Linked DNA regions of Mus musculus: region 2 is linked to region 1. Evidence: chromatin contacts called from public HiChIP or PLAC-seq data. All regions are on one chromosome and are shown on one strand. Each heading gives the region's core, a stretch centred on a gene start, on an enhancer-like site or on the middle of the called end of the contact. The rest is flanking DNA. Distances are from core to core; before and after follow the strand shown.

Region 1 (6,466 bases), core at 2,745-5,244:
CGAGTAGTCTCGGTTTTTTATCTAACTTAAATACTTCCTGCTGTACTTCTATCTAAAAGTCGCCACCTTTTAACCAGCAGCAAGAACAAAATGTTCCCCGGGAGAAGGAAACGTACACACAGACAAAGGTTTCTTGTTGACACAGGAACAGTTATTTCTGGCCGGGTGAATACATGGTTGATTCTCTCCCATTTTATCTACCGTTTGACACTGGGGGAAAGCCCCAAACATATTGTACTTGCCAGACACTACAGTAGCCAGGGGATGTGGCTGTCATTCAGGCCTGCTTGCCAGTCACCCAGGGCTGGAGGTGCTTTTCATGTCAGGGGGCCGGAGAGCTAGCTTTTAGAAGAACATTAGAAATACGTAGCTGTTAGTTCTGATCGCAAGTCCCTGCCAGTGGACTCGGGCTGGACCCTGGGCTAAGGCTGAATCCCGAACTAACCTTGGAGCTCTTTGGGGTAGCAGCCCCTCCCCTGGTGAGCACCAGGGCAAATTAATCTCTACAGCCTGACATCACCAGGTCCAGCTTCTAAGACCAGGTCTGACCTCAAAAGGCTGTTGGGAGGCCAAAGCTTCCCCCAACAACTTATTCAGATCATTGTAACTCTGGGTTGAACTCAAGTTGACAACCAAGATTAGCCATCACAAGCCCACTCCTTGGTGTCTGAGTGATGGTCCCTTCATTTATTCAATAATCAGTCTCAGAGAAACAGTCTTGGCTGCTGTACATACACGATGAACATCTAGAGCAGGGATGTCCAATTCTTTTTGTTTGTTTGTTTTCGAGACAGGGTTTCTCTGTATAGCCCTGGCTGTCCTGGAACTCACTCTGTAGACCAGGCTGGCCTCAAACTCAGAAATCCGCCTGCCTCTGCCTCCCTAGTGCTGGGATTAAAGGTGTGTGCCACCACGCCCGACTGGGATGTCCAATTCTTAAAGTGCATGACTCCATAGCTTTGAATGAGATTTAGAGGAAACCAATAAACTCATTTTTTTAACATAAGCATGAGCACATTTTTAAGGGTTTTTGGGGGGGGCAGTTCAATTGTGGAGTTCTCTAGCATTGGTTTATAGGTGATGTTGTGCAAAATAAGTATACATGTACCGTTGCTGTTTACACAGAATGGTTTCAGTCTCGTGGCATGAGTGGCTTCCGCTGTTCTCCTCGAGGGGAGCTGAACTGGCACCGTCGGACGCTCTAGGTGACTTGGCGAGTGATACATCCATCAATCCTTAGTAATGTCTTAATGCCCCAGTGCAAACGACAGGCAGCTAATGTTTGGTAGACTGGGCACTAGTCTTACTTGATTGGTAAGGGAGTTTCCACACCTCAGGCAGGCCTCTCGAATTCTGCACTGCATGTTGTCATCAGCCCTCTGATTTGCATTCCACCAGCAACCGAGATGTGAAAGGGTCTAAACTTCACTTTCCGTTTCCCTAAAATTAATTTTTATGGTAAAATGCATACAGTCCCTTTTCTATTCTTATATTTTTAATCCCAGTATGGCTTCTTCAAGGAAAGGAAAACAGAACCCCTAAAAAGAGTCATGAGTAAAGACAGATTGCTTTCTTCTGACGAGATTCTGTTTAATCTGTGGGAATGTGTGTGATTGTAGCAGACTGACTGGAAAGGCATATATACAAGACAACAGAGCAGAGCTGAGAAACAACAACAAAACATTGTGCAACACAACATTGTGTTTGTTTCCTAAAGGTTTATATGTATCTGTATCTATGTGTGACTTTGTGTCACATGAGCAGGGAGGCCAGGTACTCTGGAGTGGGAGTTACAGTGAACTGCCTGGCCTAGCCTGCATCCTGGGAACTAAACTTGAACCCTCTGGAAGATCAGCAAATGTTCATTCTTAGCCTCTAAACTCAACCCTCTTCCCCAATTTTTAAAAAATTAAAACTGAGATGGGTTCCACTGTAAACACTATTTATGTAGGGGCATATCTGATGGCAAAAAAATCCATTTACTGATAGCAAATTTATTAAGCAATATACAGACAGAAGGGTAGACAGGTATAATATGCCTTGGGGAGGGAAGGGATATGTTTCTATAATGGGTTTGTCTCACCAGACAACAGCCAAACGAATGAAAGAATCTGGGAAAATCTATCCAAAGAAGTTTGGAGAGCAGAACCATTCGTTTTCAGTGGAATCTTTGGTGATGGATGGCAGCGTGAATACTACAAACACTGGCTTCATCTGCCGTCTCCACTGGTGGTATTGCTGATGACCACGATGCCACTGGAGATGGCTCCATGCGATCTATAGGAAGCAGCACGGATACAAGCTCAGGTGCTTGTCGTTGTCTGTTGTCTACGTATTTGGTCCAGTTACTGATGGTGGACTCAGAAACCTAATGGAAGATGGTGCAATTGATGCCCCAAACTCACACTGAATGAAGTATCATTGTATAGAAGAACATGAGTAACATCTAAGCACCATAGAGTTCAAAATGGTTAACATCATGCAAATCACCGTCACGACCATGACTACTTCAGGGACCAAGAGAATAAACCTTGCCAAGCCAGGGACGTCCTAAAAGGGCTTGTGCTGAGTTGAGGTCACATGTTGAAATTTGATACTACTAAGTATAAAATTTATGGTAACAACAAAAATCCACGCCAGAACTTGATGATGAACGCTGCCTCAGGGGCTTAGCATTTTGGTGGCTTTAACCAGTTACTTAAGGAGCTAAACATGAGTCTTCAAAGTGAAAGCCAAATGAGCAATACAGTGATTCAAATCATAACAATATTCCGAATGAAAGTGAGATCATGGCAAGCTTTGGCTGGGGCAAACAGTAGCATGCGTCAAACACAGCCCCGCAAACAGAGAAAACACATAGGCTTGCTTGTCAATTTGACACAAGAATTTGAAAACATTTCACCATCTCTGGGAAAAATGATAGCTTAGCATGTTTGCCACTCCATTTTCAGTTGATATAAATAACCTCCCAGTTTTTAAACTTAATTTAAAAAGGTTGACAACATCATACTTGTATACAATGTACTTTGTTCCACTCTCACGGCAACACCCCCTTACCTCCCTACCTCTCCCAACCTCCTCTTACCAACTAGGCCTCCTCTTTCTCCCATCTTCCTTCCTTTAGAAATGTTTTTCTCAGATTTATGTGTGTTTTGCTCGCATGTATGTATGTTTACCACATGTGTGCCGGTGCCCAAGAGGTTAGAAGAGGGTATCAGTTCCCGGAAATTAGAGATACAAGGGGCATCACATGGCTGCTGGAAACTGAACCCTTTGGAAGAGCAACCATCCATCTCTCCAGCCTTTTTCCCTCCCTCCCTCCCTCCCTCCCTCCCAGTCTTCCCATGCAGGCAGTTATGACCGCTGTGTGTTCACCACTGCAACCTCCCTGTTGTGTCCAGAAGACTGCACCCCGCCGCACTCCCCTCCCTCAACCTTTACCTCCCACAACTCTTTTACCTCCTTCCCCAAAGTTCCCTGGGCCTCGCAGTGGGGGAGGTTGATGCCCTGTTGGGGCAGAGCATTTAGCAGTTTCTTATCTTCCGCACTTTAAGCGGTCCTGAGTCCCACTGTGACCTGCCCACTGTGAAAAGAGGCTTCTCTGAGTAAGGCTGAAGCTACATTAGTCTCTGGGCACAAACATAAATATTTAACAGGAACTTTAACAACGTGTCCATCTGGCTTGCTAATTTTATAAGGAATGCGCAGAGCTACACCCTGATGTTCATCTCGAAGATGACGTCTTACCAGCTTTTCCGTCCTATCTTTGTAAAGACAGAGATCCCTCTCCACACACGCCTTACCTTATCACCTTTTGGCAGTACTTACTATTATGAGCAAAAATTTTTTTTTCAAGAACAAAGGGCACTAAGACTAAAATCTGAGCTAAAACATCTGCAGATGAGCGTGAGAAATCACTGGAATGAGAACATGGTTAAGCCAGCTATTGATGCCTTTGTATCTCTGGTGCAATGTGAATTGTGCAGCTCGGTGTAAATCCATCTCTCAGTCCCATGAACTCTCAGCCACAGATCCCAATGGCTCTTCAGAACTCTGCACTCCTGCTTTGATGAGAAAAGGAATTATAAGCTGATTAGGAAGATGGGGGCAGTGGGGGTAGAGACCTGGGAATCAGAAGGACCAGGAATGTCCTTGGTTCTCCAGCAAAATCCCAGAAGGGAGTTCTGGTTTCTCATCTTCTAAATGAACACCCTTGCCTAGAGGGTGCTACTCAAGGGTGTGACCAAAATTCCAGTCATACCTTACCTCATTGCTTCTAACCCTTCTAGTGGCCAAAACTGAATCTCTAGGTCCTTGGTAACAGTGGACTGTATCTATTTCTTAATTTCAGTTCAGTTCCCATTTTCTCCTGTGACTGTTGCACCTCTTCAGAGAGAAGAAGGTTATGGAAACCCTGATAAGGGGTCTGTAGAGGCCAGTTAAGGAGAGCTAGCTCTCTAGCTTGGGTATACCCTAACATCACAAGCAACCCTATTTGTAAGTATTTATCCAGTTGAGTAGTTCACTCAGCAGGCTAAGATACCATACCGCAGGGAGCCAGTTTCATCTTTAGCCATGGTAAAGGCATGGAAGGAATAATTATTCCTTTAATGATTTAATGTATTTCTCCTTCCCAGAAAACTCACCCTGGTGAAGTTAGCTATGAAGACTGACTTAAATATTTGTAACTTTTCCTTTTTCTTTCTGTTTCTTCTGTCTGCTGGCCAGAATCTAAGTGTGTTTTTGACTCTTCCTCTGACCGTCTCCTTGTCCCTTTCCTGCTAAGTGGTTGCTTACAAACAGTATGGTTCTTTCTTCCTTCTTCTCTGGGCAGCTGCTGAGATTCACAGCTTGCCTGCTATGGTACCAGTTGTCAGATTCTTGATGTCTTTTTTCTCATTTCTTCCTTTCTTCCTTCCTCCCTTCCTTCCTTCCTTCCTTCCTTCCTTTCTTTTTTTTTTTTCGAGACAGGGTTTTTCTGTATAGCTCTGGCTGTCCTGGAACTCACTTTGTAGACCAGGCTGGCCTCGAACTCAGAAATCCGCCTGCCACCTGCCTCCCTCATGCTGGGATTAAAGGCATGGGCCACCACACCCGGCTTTTTTTTCTCATTTCTTAAGATTATTTCTGACCATGGCTAAACTTTCTCTAATTACCCCTTACTGGTTGGCTTATGGGGATTAATAGCCTTTCCCATGAGGAGACAGAGAAAACAAAATAGGAGAACCATTGTCATAGGCCTGTGTTAGTTTTGTCTTTAGGAAGTCAGAGGACCTGGTGACAACCCATCTATCACTGACCTGTGTTGTCTCCTTTAGCTAGGTGTGGTAGGGAACACTAGAGACCTTCACTGCAGTAGGGGTGCTGAGAACGGGGTATGGGTCTTTCCATGTTGGCTCTAGGCACCGAGTCAGGATCCTCTTTGCCCCTACAAGGTCGCCAGGCTGGAACTTGTGGGCAGACTCAGATGCACAGGCCTCTGGGTCTGCTGCAGAGTCTGTAAGGACCTTCCAAATATGGGGTGCACCTGGGATAGATTCCCACCCATCCAGAGAAGGTATCTATGGAAATCTAACAAATACTTATACCCAGGAACCATGGGTTTTATCTCTATAAAGAAGTTGGAAGGGTTTGAGGGTGTGAATAGGTCCCAATTATTGGACATCGCTCAAAAGGTTTACGATAACCTTGACTCTGTAGAGGAAACACAGAACAAAAGGATTGCCCTGAGCAATCGTGGTGCTGGGGAAATGGATAAAAGACAGATACAAGACAAGTCAGAGATACCTGGAAAGGATGAGGTAGCCATTGTCTACTGCAGAAGGGGGACTCCCCAGAGGCTTAGGGAAAACAGGGCAGCAGATTCAGCCCCCACTAGGCAGTCCTGTCATCAGTGTGGTCTCTCCAGATCTTCACTGCCCTGCCTGAACGGGATGTGCCAACACCGAGAACATTTCCAGTGTTACTCAGAAGTGCTTCCTTGGCTGTGGAGTCCTTCCTGGACATCTCTCCCTCCCATTGGGCTTCACTTGTACGTACATGGTACATCCGGACACAATGTCCTTAATTATCTAGGTGAGGGATGTAATATCTGGGTCTGAGTAACTCGGCAGTTTTGGGATGGCCCTCGATGGCTTTGTGGAATTTGACCACCATCTGTCTTCTGATAACATCACAGAACAGGTCTATTTGCGTGTCTGCCATCTTCACTTTTTGCCCACTTGATTTCTTCCTGTGGTTAGTTTGGGCACTGGAGCAATTCCGGTAGATGGGGAATTTGCTGTACAAGTGTAATAACCAACGTTCAGTCCCCAGCACCTGAATAAAAAAAATCTGGGCTTGGATCTTGTAACCCCGGCTCTTGGGAGGACCCTGGGGCATGGTGTCTAGCTGGACCAGCTGAGCATGCCAAAACCGGGTTCAGCAAGAGACTCGACCTCAGTAAATAAAGTGGGGAATGACTGAG
Region 2 (6,567 bases), core at 1,793-4,292, 240 kb before region 1:
GGTGGTGGGGGATGAGACAGGACTATGTAGGGTGGCAAGGAGTAGTTTGTGCTTACATGGCAAAATCATTCTAGCACTGTCTACCTTTCAAAAATCCAACCCTTCCTGCTTCCCTGACTTCATTTCCTCAGATGTGAAGGTGTCAAGCTCAAGTCCCAGACACAACAACAAACATTTCAAACCAGAACCAAACTGTCTTAACTACTTCTCTATTCCTGTGACAAACACCATGGCTAGGACAACGTAGAAGAAAGTGCACATTAGGGCTTACAGTGTTAGAGGGTTAGAGTCCATGACCATCATGGAAGGAAGAATGGCAGCAGACAGGTAGGCACGATGCCTGAGAAGTAGCTGAGAGCTCACATCTTGAGACAGCCATGAGGGAGGGAGGGAAACAGGGAGGCAAGGAAGGAGGGATGAGTGGACAGGGGTGGGCAGAGAGACAGAGAGAGAGGTGAGAGGTTGGGCATGACCCACATCTTTTGGAACTTCAAAGCCTAACCTCTGTGGCACACTTCCTCCAACAAGGCCACACCCTCTAGTCCTTCCCAAACAGTTCCAGCAAGTAGAGACCAAGTATTCAAATCTATGAGCCTATGGGAGCCACTCTCATTCAAACCACACACACACAGAAAATTCAGGCAATGGTAAGACAGACATGTCTTGAATAAAAATAGGACTCTTATCAACTTTTAACCTGAAGAAATACATCTTGAGCTCCAACCTTGTAGTTACAAGTATCAGTCATTTTAATACAACCTGTTTCACTTTCATTGCCGTTTCAACCAAAACAGTTCTGTCAGTGAGAAAGCCAACGATTGAGCAAGCAATCCTAGAGACAAAGTTATATTTCAGAAAGTTCCAGGCTTTGCCTGCACCAAGCATGGAGTTAGTCGGGTAAAATTATAAGACATGACGTCAGAACGGGTTGAAGAGAGATTACCAAGAGCCTTATCATCAGGCTGATAACAAATGGAGCTCTGGGAGAAGCTGCAAGCTACACTGTGTGTTAGGCACTGCTTAGTCTCCCCTTGTGTTCTTTCTTTATCCTTCATAAGCAGGGCTGCTGCACAGTAACCATGGAAACCGTTGTCACTTCCGTCATAGTCAGGGTTTCATTGAAGTGAAGGGACCCCACAACCAAGGTAACTTTTTTTTAAAGATTTATTTATTTATTTATTTATTTATCTATTTATTTACTTTATGTATATGAGTACACTGTATCTATACAGATGGTTGTGAGCCACCATGTGGTTGCTGGGATTTGAACTCAGGACCTTTGGAAGAGCAGTCAGTGCTCTTACCAGCTGAGCCATCTCACCAGCCCCAAGGTAACTCTTATAAAGAAAACATTTCACTGGGGCTGGCTTACAGTTTCAGAGTTTCAGTCCATTATCATCATGGTGGGAAGCATGGCAGTGTCCAGGCAGGCATGGTGCTGGAAGAGCTGAGAGTTCCACATCTTGATCGGAAGACAGCCTGGAAGAGGGTCTTTTCCACACTGGGTGGAGTGAGCACTAGTAGACCTCAAAGCCCACCTACAGAGTTACACACTTTCTCCAACAAGGCCATAATGCCTAATCGTGCCACTTCCCATGGGCCAATTATATTCAAACCACCACAGTCCCTTATTCAGAGTTTGGAGAGCTAGAGCAACCTGTCCAATGTTAAAGCTTATAAGTTATAAAGCTCATAGTAGAATAAAGTCAGTATGACTCGATGAACTGAGTTCCTAGTCAGTTAGGAATCTGGGTTTTATCCTACTATTTTGGGGAAATTATTTTTGTTTTTTCTTGTTTTTGTTTTGTCAAAATTGAATATGGGAAAAAAGATAAACGATTATGTAAATCATAGTCCTCTCCCTATCACTAATTTTTTTTAGCCCAAAGGCAAACATTCTTACCTTTTAAATTATCATTATTAACCATCTCCAAGTCTTGGTTTCTTGATCACCATTTCCTGATTTTACAATAGTATATATGATCTGTGCTGCTTCTGTTTTTTTGTTGTTTGTTGTTTTGTTTTGTTTTGTTTTGGTCAACTTGTCAGGAGTTCAGGTCATCTGGGAAGAGGGAACATCAGCTGAGAAAACGCATCCATCAGATTTGCCTGTAGCAAATGTATAGGGTGCTTTCTTGATTGATGGCTGATGCTGCTCCTTGGACATATGGCCCTGGGTTGCACAAGAAAGCCAACGAGCAAGCCATGGAGAGCAAACCATTCCTCCATGGTCTCTGCTTTAGTTTCTGCTTTGATTTCCTGCCTTGGCTTCCCTGATAATGAACTATAACTTGTAAGCTGAAGTAAATTCCTTCCTCTCCAAGTTGCTTTCAACTGCTATCTTATTGTAACAACAGAAAACAAACCAGAGCATTATCAATTTCCATAACCCATGATAATGATCTAGGTTTCATTTCCTATTCTCACCACAAGCAGCATCTTTCACATAAATATTAATCCTGTTAAATAATATTTGTATTATCTTGGCAGTAAATATCCATTATTTAGCCAGTCATTCGGATCAACACTATTACTTTTCCCTTTCCCTTTTACTTTTCTTGGATTTAATGATTTTCTTGCTTTTTAAAACTTTGTCGTCAGTTTTCTATCCCCAAACCATGCCCAAGAGATAACACATCTCTTACTATTTGTTTTTGTCAGTGTTCTATTACTTATGAAGAGACACCAGAGCTACAGTAACTCTTATAACAAAAAAGAAAAACAAAAAAACCCATTTAACTGGGAGCTTGCTTACAATTTCAGAAGCTTGGTACAGTATCATCATGGGGTGGGGGGAGGGGCATAGCAAAAGGCATGGAGAGCGCTGAAACAGTTGAGAGTTACTTCCTTATTTGCAGGCACCGAGAGAGGGAGGGAGGGGAGGTAGGGAGGGGAAAGGGAGGGAGAGTGGGAGAGAGAGGGAGAGAGATTAGATTTGGCTTGGATTTGGACTTTTGAAAACTCAAAGTTTACCCCGCGACACACCTCCTCCAAGCAAGGCCACGCCTCCTAATCCTTTCAGATAGTGCCACTCCCTAATGTCTAAGCATTCAAATGGCACACAGGGGCCATTCTTATTCAAACCACACTACGTTTAGACTTACTCTGAGTCCTCTACCTTGAGGCCTCTTCTCTAGAATCTCCAAGGTCATGCAGTTTGGACCGACAATTTTTGTCTAATGCAGGTATAGTCTGGAATCCCCTATAGCATCCTGCTTAGTATTCCGGGGCTTTTGTTCCCTGCATCTGTCAATCACCAAACGTCCTGCCCTCCTCTTTTTCCATTACTTCTTTTGGAGGAACCTTACTGTGTTCATTTTTTACTGAGAAAAGAGGCATGGGAAAGGTTTGGGGTGAACATCATTTATGAAAAGTCCATCTTCTACTCTTAAATTTAGTTAGGTTTGATTGAGAATTGAATTCCAGATGAAATTTTTTTTTCTCAGAAGACATTGTTGTACCCTACTAATGAGGAAGTCAATCAATTCTTGACTTACAGACACGGTCAGTCCTCCACATCCAAGGTTTCACGTCTGTGAAGTCAATCATCCTAAGATAGAAAATATTCACAAAAGCTGTGTATGGTGGCACTGGGAAGGCAGAGGCAGAGGCATAGGCAGGCGGATCTTTGTGATTTTGAGACCATCCTGGTCTGTACAGTGAGTTCTGGGACAATGAGGGCTATGTGAAGGGACTCTGTCTCATTCCACTCACTACCACCCAAAAAGAAAAAGAAAATATGGAGAAAATCATCTGTGTCTCTACCCCTCCAATAACACAGTGCAAACCTGTTTATATCACACTGTAGTGGGTAGTTTGTGCATTTAGAAATGAGTTCAAGTATGTGAGAGAGGATGAATATGCGACATGCAAGCACTGTCTTTTCTGTAAGGAATTTAGGCATCCTTGCAGGTCCTGAGAGACAAGTATAATCTACCCTCCCTGCTCACTCAAAACTTTTTCATTTTATCTTCAGTTTCTTAAATGATGAAATGGCATGGTTCTGATACATATCTTCTGAGCTTGGAACTTTATAAATCTTTTGAATTGAGAAATTCATGATGTTTAAAGCCTTTATTACTTTTGATAATTTTCTCTTCTCCATTCCCTCCATTTTATCTGTTCTCTTTCTAGAAATCACTCTCTCCTTCCTCCCTATTCCCCACCCCCACCCCACCTCCCCTTATCTCCCTTCCTCTCTTCCCTCCCCATTCTTTCTCTCCCTCCCTCCCCTCAGGCTCTTGCTTTGTAACCTAGGCTGGCCTTGAACTCACCTGAGCTAGGCAGGGTGCTGGATTCCTGTGTGCTCCTCTGTACCACGTCAGAGGGGATCTTATTCAGATAGTGCCCGTCCTTCCCAGACCAGCTCTTAGGCTGGTGGATCTGTTTTCCATCTGTAGCTCCTGGCTTTTCTTGGGAGTCTTCCCCTCTTTGTTTAATTGGGGTGCCATTCATGGTTTCATATGTGTAATACCCAATGTGTAGTTGCCAAGAGCTCCTTCTCTGCCTGGGGCCATTTTGCCTTCTAGTTTCATGACTGATGGATGCATCTCCTCTGGTCTCCATGAGGACTTTCACTTACTTTATTAGCCACTTGCTGCTGCCTGAATTGGTCTTTTATTCATCCCCGTATCTTTCCTCCAAAGCCTTTGTGCTTTGGTATGGGATGTTTGCAAGGCTGGCCAGGAGGTCAGGGTGTCAGCTGGGCCTTTGCTGATTGATGCCAGCTTTGGTGTTGGGAGGACTTTGCTGCCCATTTTCATAGGGGAGTGCGAAACCTAATGTCCTGTGCTGTAGAGTTCATTTGTTCGCTTTTACACCAGACCAGGCATTGCGGTGAATGTATTTTACACATGCAATTGTCATGTACAGTATATAAAAGCAAAATACATGCACACATATATCCACCAGCAAACAAGTAAGTAGGCTTCCCAGAGAAAAGGAATTCTGCCTCTGTATAAGAAGGAAGCACTGCCTCAGTTTCCAGCCTGCTGACTTGCCCTACAAATTTCAGACATCCTCTCTTGCCCTACCCCCATCTCTAGCTTCCTCATCGACTATATAGGGCTAAGATTCTCTAGGTGTCACAATTATACAAATGAATAACTAACTCATGGACTCTTGTCTCTGTCTCTCTGTGTGCCTGTGTATCTGTGTGTGTGTATATATATATATTATATATATTACATATATTACACATATGGAGAGGCATATATATACATATACATACACACACACACAGGAGCCCTGTCAGACACAGGGAGCCTCTGTTTCCTCTGTATTTAGGCTTTGCCTCTTCTGCTAGACAGATTTCTCTACAAAGATTCTCTTGGTCTCCTCACTGAATGTGCTGCAAGAGTTTTCCTAGTCTCCTGATTTTGTTGAGGTACCTTCTGCATCACACTGGGAAGATAATAAGAAAGCATGATCCTGAAAAAGAAAGTAAATTAGCCCCTGAATTTCAGGTCATTGGCTTCTAACATGACACTTAAGACTTCCTGGATATATATATTTTAAGGTTTTTGTTTGTTTGTTTTTGTTTTTTAGCAATTTTTAAGTTGGCACACAAAGCAATGTGCTTGGTTATGGCATTTCATACATACTTTGTTCTTTTCAGTCCTCCTTCCCAATACTCCTCTCCCATTCTTTGTGCCCATGATTGGATGCCCCCCTTCTGCTTTCACGTATTCCCCACTGTCTGTTTTGTTCTCCACCATAAGATCTCTGCCTCCTCTCTCATGCTGCCCTTTCTAGTCTCATTACTTTCAGAGAGTGTGCATGTATGCATGAGTGTGTATGTGTGTGTGTGTGTGTGTGTGTGTGTGTGTGTGTGTGTGTGTGTGTGTGTGTGTAATTTAAAATGTAGGATCTGCGTATGAGATAGTATGTGACATTTGCTTTTCTGAGTCTGAGTCATTTTACTTAACATAGTGATTCTCCAGTTCTATCCATTTTCCTTCAAATGTCATAATTTCAGTTTCCTTTATAGATAAATAAAATTATACTTTGCACTTGGACCACAGTTTATCTATCCATCAGTTGGGGGAATATCAAGACTGGCTCCATTTCTTACCTGTTGTGAATAGTTGTGAATAGTGCAATAACACACATGGACGTGCAGGCATCTCTATGCTAGGACTTTGAGTCTCTGCCCCATGTGGTATCACCTGGTTGGATGGCAGTCCTATTTTTAGCTATTTGAATAACCTCCACGTTGATTTCCATACCAGCTACGTAAGGTTACATCCACCAGTAGTAGATAAGAGCTCATCTTTCTCCACATCTGTGCCAGCATTTTCTCCACATCTGTGGTAGCATTTGTTGTCGAGTTCTTGAAGTTAGTCCTTTTGACTGGAATGAGATGACATTCCAAATTAGTTTCAATTTGCATTTCCCTGATGGCTAAAGATGTTGAACACTTACACCTGATATATTTATATTTCTACTTTTGAGAACTATCCCATCCATTAGTCCATTTATTGATTAGCAGATTTGAAGGTTTTGGCTTGGAGGGGGTTAATTCTTTGCATATTATGAATATTAATGTTCGTCTGAAGCATAACTTTA

The links. HiChIP or PLAC-seq counts read pairs in DNA pulled down with a chosen protein or histone mark.
Region 2: a contact with region 1 is called in an H3K27ac HiChIP or PLAC-seq map of embryonic stem cells, with 8 read pairs. The contact joins two enhancer-like sites. A contact is called at or near these places in 1 of 15 datasets of contacts at CTCF or cohesin (the NIH/3T3 cell line), 3 of 484 Hi-C or Micro-C datasets (bone marrow-derived macrophages and embryonic stem cells) and 17 of 115 datasets of contacts at active chromatin or transcription factors (the SCID.adh cell line, bone marrow-derived macrophages, craniofacial prominence and 11 more).

What each region holds. Positions count from the first base shown.
Region 1 is chr14:76,143,384-76,149,849 of GRCm38.p6, reverse strand. No RefSeq gene overlaps it. Among named protein-coding and RNA genes, the nearest start is that of n-TEttc6, 6.2 kb to the left of the region's middle. Within about 2 kb of position 3,994, at least 18 of the 459 cell types and tissues checked have an H3K27ac peak or open chromatin away from gene starts, as enhancers often do. A contact at or near this core is called in embryonic stem cells, where this site is marked.
Region 2 is chr14:76,384,671-76,391,237 of GRCm38.p6, reverse strand. No RefSeq gene overlaps it. Among named protein-coding and RNA genes, the nearest start is that of Gm41215, 14 kb to the right of the region's middle. Within about 2 kb of position 3,042, at least 8 of the 459 cell types and tissues checked have an H3K27ac peak or open chromatin away from gene starts, as enhancers often do. A contact at or near this core is called in embryonic stem cells, where this site is marked.